Regions from separate parts of the Gossypium hirsutum genome. Here region 2 is linked to region 1. A link is a contact called in public Hi-C data. All regions are on one chromosome and are shown on one strand. Each heading gives the region's core, a stretch centred on a gene start, on an enhancer-like site or on the middle of the called end of the contact. The rest is flanking DNA. Distances are from core to core; before and after follow the strand shown.

Evidence for each region. Hi-C and Micro-C count contacts between places; a contact is called where the count stands out from the background.
Region 2: a Hi-C map of leaf shows a contact between it and region 1, with 2.8 times the contacts expected there. The contact joins the promoter of LOC121214651 here to the promoter of LOC107887169 in region 1. A contact is called at or near these places in 9 of 34 Hi-C or Micro-C datasets (callus, hypocotyl, leaf and 1 more).

Annotation. Positions count from the first base shown.
Region 1 is chrD02:38,867,845-38,872,755 of Gossypium_hirsutum_v2.1, reverse strand. It overlaps LOC107887169 (30S ribosomal protein 3-1, chloroplastic), which reads left to right and starts at 2,170. Exons shown (of 1, transcript XM_016811332.2): 1 at 2,170-3,095. The coding sequence starts at 2,365. The coding sequence ends at 2,856. LOC121214649 reads right to left here. Exons shown (of 5, transcript XM_041088534.1): 3 at 4,794-4,911; 4 at 4,586-4,708; 5 at 3,551-4,516. The coding sequence ends at 3,722.
Region 2 is chrD02:39,172,128-39,177,038 of Gossypium_hirsutum_v2.1, reverse strand. LOC121214651 reads right to left here and starts at 2,652. Exons shown (of 7, transcript XM_041088539.1): 1 at 2,206-2,652; 2 at 1,918-2,061; 3 at 1,754-1,828; 4 at 1,470-1,663; 5 at 1,221-1,392; 6 at 742-1,143; 7 at 294-584. The coding sequence starts at 2,421. The coding sequence ends at 495. It also overlaps the pseudogene LOC121203492.

The DNA.
Region 1 (4,911 bases), core at 921-3,420:
CGTAACATCTCCAATTGCCCTGGTCGTCGGCCATCCCTCTAACGAGACCCGCCAAAGGCCCTCATTGATTGACAAGGATCCAAGTAGATATTTTCCAAAGGCCCCACCTCTTGTATCTAGCCATCTCTCCAAAATCACCTTCTATTTTCATCTCCGAACATTATCACAAAGGTCTTGCCAAATTTTTGAGGATGATTTCCGTAAAGCCGTTGAATTTGCTCGCATCTTGTATTTGCTTCTCATAACCTTAACCTATAATGCATTAGTAGTTGTATTAAGAGAATCCCAAATTAAGTAGGGAAGAAAGATTTTGCTCCTTTTAAGTCTATGGTCAAAAATCTCTTCAGCCATTTTCATTTTCAATTTTAATATTGAGCAAATTTTTTCTGCTTCAATAAATTTAGAGCAATATCCTTGTCAATTTTGAAAGTGACTAACTAACAATAACTAATCACAACATTAATAAATTGATATAATAAGAAATTTAGCTATCATAATTTATACATTCTATCAAATTAAAAAAATGTGTAAACATCGAAGGCTTAAGTTGTTATTAAACTAATAAAAATTATGCACAATTGACGAAAGGCATTAACATTGTGATTATGATTATCTTTAATTACTCACTATCAAAATTAATAGAATTTAAATTCTTTCAAATTTTTTGAGAAGGACTAATTTAATCAATTTCAAGCACCAAAAAATCTTGTTACCTGAGTCTTTTAATTGTAAGACCACCACTCTCAACCTATTTTCAAATTGCAAATAAAAATAATTTTAATGAATTTTGAAAATATGCAAATTATTTTTTATTTTAAAAAATACAAACTGTTACTATTTATTATTATTATTATTATTATTATTATTTTGTCATGTGAGATCAACTAAAATGTAATTTTGGATCTATGTTGAGATATAGAAAAAAATTTAAGTTCAGAACTAGGTTAAGCATGAGGAATATTTAGAATTGGTATCTCGTCACATGTGTGATGCATTAATTTTTAAAAAAATATAAGTTTAATTTAGTATTTAAATGTGATGTAATGACGTGAGAATTTATGTATATATATTAGAGTAAATCATATTTTATTTAAAAAATAAAAATATCTCTGAATACTTTTTGATTAATGCAAAAGCATCGAATTTTATTCGAAATAGGAAGAAAATTTATTTACAAAGTGTATTCCATTTTTAATAAAAGTGGATTAAATCTCACCCAACACTATGAACATTTCACGACCTATATTAAATCTGGATGTTGTCTTATGCACTTAAGAACACTTCATGCATGCATCACATCATATGATAGAAATTGCATTATTATGAATATAAATTAAATTAAATTGTGTTGTACTCACAATATGGGTAAAAAAACTATCATATGATAAGAATTGTATTATTATGCATCATATCATATGTTAAAAATATTTTCTTTTAAAATCTATTTAATAATGATCATACCAAATTTGCATATTTTTTATATAAAATAAACATGTATTTTAATACTATTAAACACGTGTTTGATCCTTAGATTTGTAATTTGTAATTTTTTTATTTAAAGATAATATTAAAATATAGATGATATTAACATATTTTATGTTTGTTCAAACTCGGTCCGACCAAAAATCTGGATTTAAAATTTTGCTTAAACCTATCCATATTTACAAAAGACTAACCCCAACTCATTTTAGACCTGTCCATATTATTTTTTAATTAAAAAAACATTTATATTATAGTATTTTAATATTTAATATTTAATAATTAATAATTTTATACATTTTTTATTTATTGAATTTTTTATATAGCCATATTAACATTATTTTAATATTTACATTAGAGTATAGGTTTATTTTTTTTATTGAGTTCTAAATTTTATAATATATAAAAATAACATAATATAAATATTGTAAACTTAAAATAGATCGGGTCGGGTCGGATTAGGCTTTTAAATGTTCAAGCTCAAGCCTAACCCATATTTTAAACGGGATTGATATTTTTATCCAAACCCATTTTCTAGACCTATTATTTTTGTTTAAATCCTCCTAAATTTTAAATAGACATTCGGGCTTAGATAGATAACGGAAACATGAACAGATGTATTGTATTATAGCGCTCATTTGGTTGAGACATGCATATATGTTAATAACAAATTAAAAAGAAATTTGAAGGAGAAATTATATCAAAGTATAGGGCTAAGAGGTGAAAGGAGCAAACCGAGTATAATTAAAACATAGGATCCAATCCAAGCCCATGTCCTCCTGCTCCTACCATTGCCCCATATCCCTTATCCTATCTCCACAAAGCAACTTTTAAGACTCGTATCCTCACATCTCTCTCTCTCTCTCTCCCACTCTGCAATACAAAATGTTATCCATGGCTACTTCATCTACACTCCATACTACTTTCACTTGTCATTCCTTTCGTTATCAGAAATCCTTTAACACCCCCTTTTGCTTTAACAAAAATCCCATTTTGAAGAAAACAATCAAAACTCCAACACTAACCGCTTCGGTTGCCACGGAAGCTGTCACTGAGACTGAAACACCATCCGACTTCATCATTCCTCAGAAACCTGAGGAGGTGGTCAAGCAAGTTGGAAAGCCAAGACTGGTTTTGAAATTCATATGGATGGAAAAGAACATCGGGCTTGCCCTTGATCAAGTCATACCGGGCCACGGCACTGTTCCTCTAAGTCCATATTTCTTCTGGCCAAGGAAAGATGCCTGGGAAGAGCTCAAGGCCACTCTAGAAAGTAAGCCTTGGATTTCTCAGAAGAAGATGATTATCCTTCTCAATCAGGCCACTGATATCATCAATCTATGGCAGCAAAGTGGTGGCAACCTTTCCCAGAGCTAGATGTGCATTTTTTTTATATAATTTTTTTTGTCTTAGCTATGCAAAATGGCCTCGGTTAATCCACTGAATTTGAGAATGTTTGGTTTGAAACCTCTTAGCTCTGAACTAAGATATGAATTGTTGGTTTTAATAGGATAACAAACACTGCTGAATTGTTGGTATTTCCCTAGAGATCCACATATTTGTATATTTTTCATCCTTGTTAGATATGAATCTTTACCAAGTTAGTTTTTCTTTCATGATCATTAGATGTCATTGATGTAGATGGTATACGAATTTGATGCTAGTTTTTATAGAATTACCTTAGCTTTGTATAACTTTACCAGCCAAAGCATTATCGAGGAAAATCTATTAACTTAGTTTGGGTACCCTGTGGCGGTAGATGCATACATGCATTTGCCTAAGTGTGTTTAACTTGTACTAATTGAAGATAAATGAAATAATGTTTCTGCTAAAAGGACAATATTTCATCTCCTTGTTCAATATTGCAACTTAATTTCATCGCCTTCCCCTTTTGGGGATTTATATTTAATGCACTCACATAACCATGAGTCCATTATTTTGGTTCCACGATTTCTCTTGGGTGTAGTCATTAAGCCTATTCAAGTTGTGTTGCATTCTGGTTTTTTCCCTGCAGGATGATACGTACTTGCATGCTAAGGCAAGGTAGTATAATTATGTTTGGGAACTCGACTTGTTTTCCAACATATTTTTCTTCGAAAATAATTCCAAAAATGTTAACATCCAGTTTACATCTCAAGAAAATAAACAAAAAAGGGGAAACAAACAAACAAACTTATAGACCTGACTGATGCTATAATGCAACTCGCCAAACTTCAAAATCAAATCAGTATACTGATGCTCCTCAGTAGCCACGAACTTGTCTAGTCCTTACAGAAAACGGCGCCTTATTAATGGTAAAGGGTCGTTTACCTTTCGTCCCAGAACTTTGAGCCACATGTTCTGTGGGGTTTTCAGGTACAGCCTCCACCTTCAAGCCAGCACGAAGGCTTGAGGGGATTTGCTTATCAGATGAGTTCTGAAACATCAGTGCAGTTTTCTCTGTGCACTCGTAATTCTTATCTTCATCTTGGGCCCTGACTTTAAACATGCTTGTGTTCATATGAAAACTGGAATCATGGGAATCATAATTCTCATCGTCGCTCTCATGAATTACTACTTCCTTTTCCAATAGCTTGATAGGGTCCACGTCATCCAACGACACTGTCCTAATGTCCAGGTTTCCTTGTGATGAATCTTTACTTGAAGAAGGGCTCGAAATCTTGATTTCTGGTGTCTGTTTCAAGTCCTCTGCTTGATTGCCTTGTTGAGTTTCTTTATCTTCAGAATTTGGTTCCTGTCTCTCAAGCACTCTTTTTCTTTGACTATTGGGACTGTTTTGATCATCATCATCATCATCATCATCATCAGGATCATGGAAATCAGACCGAGAGAGTTCCACGGCTGCTCTTGCTGCTGCGGCCGCATTCGCAGCAGACTCAAAGGCTGCTTGAGCGGCATCAGCTACATCCTTATATTTTTTCCTTGCTTTTGTTGAATCAGAGAACTCGTTGTCATCTACTAGGACTGCATGGTTACTTGCCTTACCTATTGTGCCTAACTTGGGCTGGCTATGATTCTTGCTTCCGTCCAAATTTTCCTGCATTGATAACATAACTAGCAATTTATGAGTTAATCTCTCTGTATGTTTCTGTCATAAATTGCATACCAGGGTAGCGGAAACAGAGGTTTCACGGAGTTGTAGGGCAATGCTATGCTCAGCAGCAATCTCATTGAGCACATTCCATCTGCTCTGCAAGTCTGGTTGTTTGGTTGAGAGTTTCTGTATAATCTGTGGAGCCGAAGATTACCTTATAGCAAATTTCATTACTATTCCTATTTGTATTTAACGTAGACAAGTTTGAAATCAAGAGTACCTTAGTGTTGACTCCACAATTGTTGCGCAACTCAATGGCACGAGCAACGAATTCTTTGCCATAGCGAGACGTGAAGATTGCACGAATCTCTTGAAGCTCGGGAAAATCTCCACACCTT
Region 2 (4,911 bases), core at 1,403-3,902, 300 kb before region 1:
TATGTTATAAGAGTAATATCTTTCTCTACTAGAGCATGAAGTGACTGAACTTATTTAACTTCCTGCGTGATGCTATTAGAGTTGTACCTGGTTGGATTTATATGATGATTTTGTTTTGAACTTTTCATACATAATGTTTAAAGGGATTAATTTATGTAGTCTATATAAGCACATTATTTTCCATTGAACAGGAATATCATATTCAAAAGGTTATTGATAGTATTTGCATTTAAGGAATCATAATGGTTTGAGAGGATAAATGAAGCTTGTGTAAAGGAGGTGGAGGCAAGGGACAAAATCAAGGGCCTTTAAAGGCAGATTGGTTCATCTTGCTACCTGTGGCTTATTAACGAGTCCAATTTGAAGGGATACCCCTCACAATAAAATTTGATCACTATCGTTTCAAGAAGACACACTCAAATGTGGAAAAAATTGATCACAAAGCATTTATCGAATAGTGATTACAAGACTTCTTTCAATGAACTTGGCGCCTCCTACCTTACCTTGCATTTGTGGTGGGAGAGAAATGACTCGTCTTTGGTCCCCCGCTTCCACCAACAACTCTGATCCTCCTCTATACTGCACTTGTCATGCAATGAACACTCATCAGCATAATTCACCAAATCAAAATTTTTACAAGTGATGACATGGGAGGAGCAATGAGAACTTAAAAACGACTTTTGAACCTTCAAAACTATCACACAACTTGAAAAGAATTGAGGGATTCAGAACTGAACATACTTGATATAGCTTGATCTCTGACTTCTCGAAACCTGGCATGAGAAGGGTTGCTGTTTTCTTTGCTGTGTCAAAAATTACCGATGAAACCTTCTGGCTTGCTGGCAAAGAAAGAAGACCCCTTGCACCCTCAACGCTATTGTTCATCATGATGGCATTCCAATCTTGAGGGGAATCCACTGCAAGATTCGGAATACAAGCAAAAGGCAAGGGGTACAAATTCTTCTTCAGATTTTCCACTGATTCAACATCCAAATGGGGGGTAGGAATGGCAAATGCACCACCCACCTGCGTATCAGCTTGGATTGCACAACCCCAGTAACGTAATGCTGAACTGATTGATATTGGAATGTTTGGATTCATCACAAGAAAGCACCCAAATTGATAAGATCCTGAAGATCCTCTCTGCACAACTTACAGCCTTTCAATCTCCTATAGCAAAAACTTGGTGAATGATAAAATGAAATCCATTCCGTGGTTACCTCAAGAATTCGTTCCAGACTGTCCCATATATCAGCACTGATTGTTCCAGTGAGTTGGGATGGGTTACCACTTATGCCCATAGCTTCATCTACCAGTCTCAGGAGTGAAGGACCAGCCAATCTCCCAAGGTCACTTTTCTCAGCCATGCTCCGCAGGTACTTCAAGTAGAGTCTGTGCAGAGTTAGAGGGGCTTGTGTACATACTTCATTTTAGGCAAGAAAGATAAATTGTTTTGTCTATTTCCAAACCTTGCTTTACTGCTTGCACCTGTCATTCTTAGGGTTTCTTCGGTGCTGATACCATCATATATGATAATGTCAAATTTATCGTTTTGATGGTTCTTCCGAGCCCGTTTCCCGAATAAACCCAGAAGCCTCACAAGTGCAAGTAGTGAAAAGATAGAATCCATCCCGGGAAGCACCCCAAGCTCTTCTCCAACAACCTAGTAGACTAATACATGTCAAAATCAACATTCATAGTGTGAAGTGCAAACACCTAAGGTAAAAAGGATGATGAGATATTACATACACACCCCTTCCAGAACTCCTTGTGTCAAATTAAGACGGCCATCTGCTTTCTTCAGCTCATTTAGAGGTTCAAGAAGCATCTGCAGTTTAACGAATAATCCATTCTCAGCGTAATTATAATAAACCCATTTGAAATAGATAGATGATGAAGCATGGAAAAGGAACATACTTTAGTGGTTTCCAGCCTAACAACAGAAAGGTTGCGGGTGCATAGGGTAGGAGAGGAGTCGATCTTACAATTGAGAAGACAGTCAGCAGTGCGATCCTGTCCTTGTAACACTAAGCATGTGCTGAGTCCAGCCATTGCATAATGCTAAGCAGCAGCAAAGAAAGGCATGAAACAAAGAGATTAGATGATGATATTTGGAAAAAGGGGCCATTTCTAATTAACCCTATCTATGAGCTTCAGCTTTCCTTTTCCGTTAATTGGTGACAAAGTGTAACTAGGAAGTAGTACCTGGGCAGCGAAAACAGAGGAGATGGTCTTGCCGGAGCCGCCTTTGCCTAAGAAGGTGATCAATCTTGGAGTGTTTGAAGAAGAATCAATGATGTCATCACCATTGTTGACAGAAAGTTGAGAGATTGTTCTTCGTGAGGGACTCCAAAGACTGGATTTGGACTTGGAATTGGAGAGAGGGAAGATAACAGGGGAAGACACAAGCCCAGAGGACATTTTTGTTTTTCAATTTTTAGACATACAACAAGCCTATGGCTTTATAGTTTACAAACAATTACAGACAGGAAATGGATTAATTAGCCGATCAAACAAAGTGTTCTTATGCCAGGCCGTGTTGGCCCAATCTGACAGATCCCATTCCCAGCACCGGCTAGATTACACCATACTTTTTCTCTACTAAATGCTATTCATATGTTCATATTTTAGTATTTAGAATAACAAACAAAAATATAGAAGGTATATTATGACATAAGTTCTCTAACCATCAAAGTATATTGAGATAAACTTCATTTTACTCCTACTAAAATTTGCTCAAAATTAATTCTTGTACTAAAAGTTATTCAAATAATGGCATCGCCATAATTTTCTGTTGAATTACTGATAATTTAAATAAAACATATCATGCCCGACTAATTTATCCATGCTCATAAAATTCTCAAATTATTCTAAAGAATTCACGCTTTTTGGAACTATTGTGTGGTTGAAAATTTATTCGTTCAATTTTGTACTTTTTAACTTAACACTTCAGCTTTCTTTACCATTTCATTAAACCATTTAGAAATGGTTTCTTTTAAATCCCAAATATTCTCTTCACTTGTCTGTCAAAAATTTGCATGACGTGAGGATATTGGCTTCCAACAATGGTGAGACCAGGCTCCAATATTCTTTCCTTTATTTTACTTCACCCAATTATACTCTGTTTTAGTTACCCGATTTTAAATCCTTTAACTTAGATGCTAACATTTGAATTCACTCCTGTTTTGGTAATTTGTCTTTAAATTAATAACGGAAATTTTTTTAATTGATATTATTGAGTATGACTCATATTTCAGTCAAATTTGAGAGATAATCTCTCAGTTGAACTCTATCTATTTGTTTCAGTCGATCTCTGATTAGTCTAGATTATTTTATTATTATTTGATCTACGAATTTATCCTATAAATAAGCTCTTTTATAACCTTAAAAAAGACACCCATTAAAAGAATTTTGTAGAATTTTGTATTTTGAGGGTTCTTTATTTTCGGGTTTCGGAGTTTAGTTTTTATCTCCATCTTTTATACTCTTTGTTTTTTCCATTATAGTAAAATTATCTTTGTCTGTGTTTTTTATCCTCTTTGGAGGGTTTTTCCACGTTAAATTTATGTGTTCGATTTCTCAATTTCTTTCGTTATTTTTTACTTGTTCATTGATTAATTGGGTCGATCTCCAACAAATGGTATTAGAACTAGTTCAATTTTTATAGATCAGCCTGTTTAGAGATGACAACAACAAGGTTTAACATTGAGAAGTTCGATGGTGTCACAAATTTCAATCTGTGGCAAGTTCGGATGATGACAATTCTAGTTTAGACTGGTCTAAAAGGTCGTTACTGGGAAAAAGCCTAAGACTCTAGATCAGACAGAATGGGAAGAGCTTGATGAAAAGGCCCTATCTGTAATCCAATTGTGTCTCGTGAATAGGGTATTGCAGGAGGTATTGATGGAGAAAACCTCATCCGTATTGTGGAAAAGGTTAGAAACTCTTTATTCGACTAAGTCTCTAGCTAACCGTTTAGTGTTGAAACAACGTTTATTTACATTTCACATGAATAATGTGAGCTTCTTAGAGATCATATCAGTCAATTTATTACTATTTTGAATGATTTAAAGAATGTTGAGGTTAAGATTGACGATTAAGATCATGCTATGCTATTATTGTGCACTTTACCCTATTCATACAAGTCTTTCAAGGAGACCTTGATTTATGGCAGAGACAAACTCTCTTTCTAGGATGTAAAGGGTCATTTGTTGATTAAAGACAAACTCGATAATAAGTTTGGTTCGAATAGCAAGGTAGATAGGCAAGCTTCCGTTTTGGTTATCACACCCAAAATAGGGCTTAAGAGTTTTAGAGGTATTTTAGGAATTTTAGTCTTAGAGTGTTCGAAATTTTGTGACATGGTTTATTGGTAACGTTTTTTTACTATGGTTTTTAGAAAATTAAATCAATTTCAGAAAATGAGTTTTAAATGCCTTTAATTTTGAAAATAGAACTGATTTGTAAAAGGGTCTAAATTATGAGTTTTTAAAAGGCAATTAAACTAAATTTTAATTTTCACCCTATTTTCCCCCTTTATATTCATAAAATCCACATTAGTCTTCTCTATCCTTTGTGTATGTTGCCGTCCCTTTGCTCTCCCAAATCCATCATCCGATTTTCTCTGTTAAATCTTCAATGTTTTGATTTCTATCATTCCCCAAGTCAATTACCTTCATAAATCTTCAAGAAAACACTCAAAAACTCCATAAATTTCATCATATTCTTCGTGTGTGGATTTTCTAGGTTTTCAACAAAAGTCCGTTTTCCTTCCAACTAAGGTAACCATTCATATTTCTATTAATTTTAAATGCTATTTAGTCTTTAAAACTAAGTTTTTAGGCATTAAATCGCATGTTTTAAATAAAAGTCGAAAATTAGCTCGTTAATGGTAGATTTTGAGATTTTTAG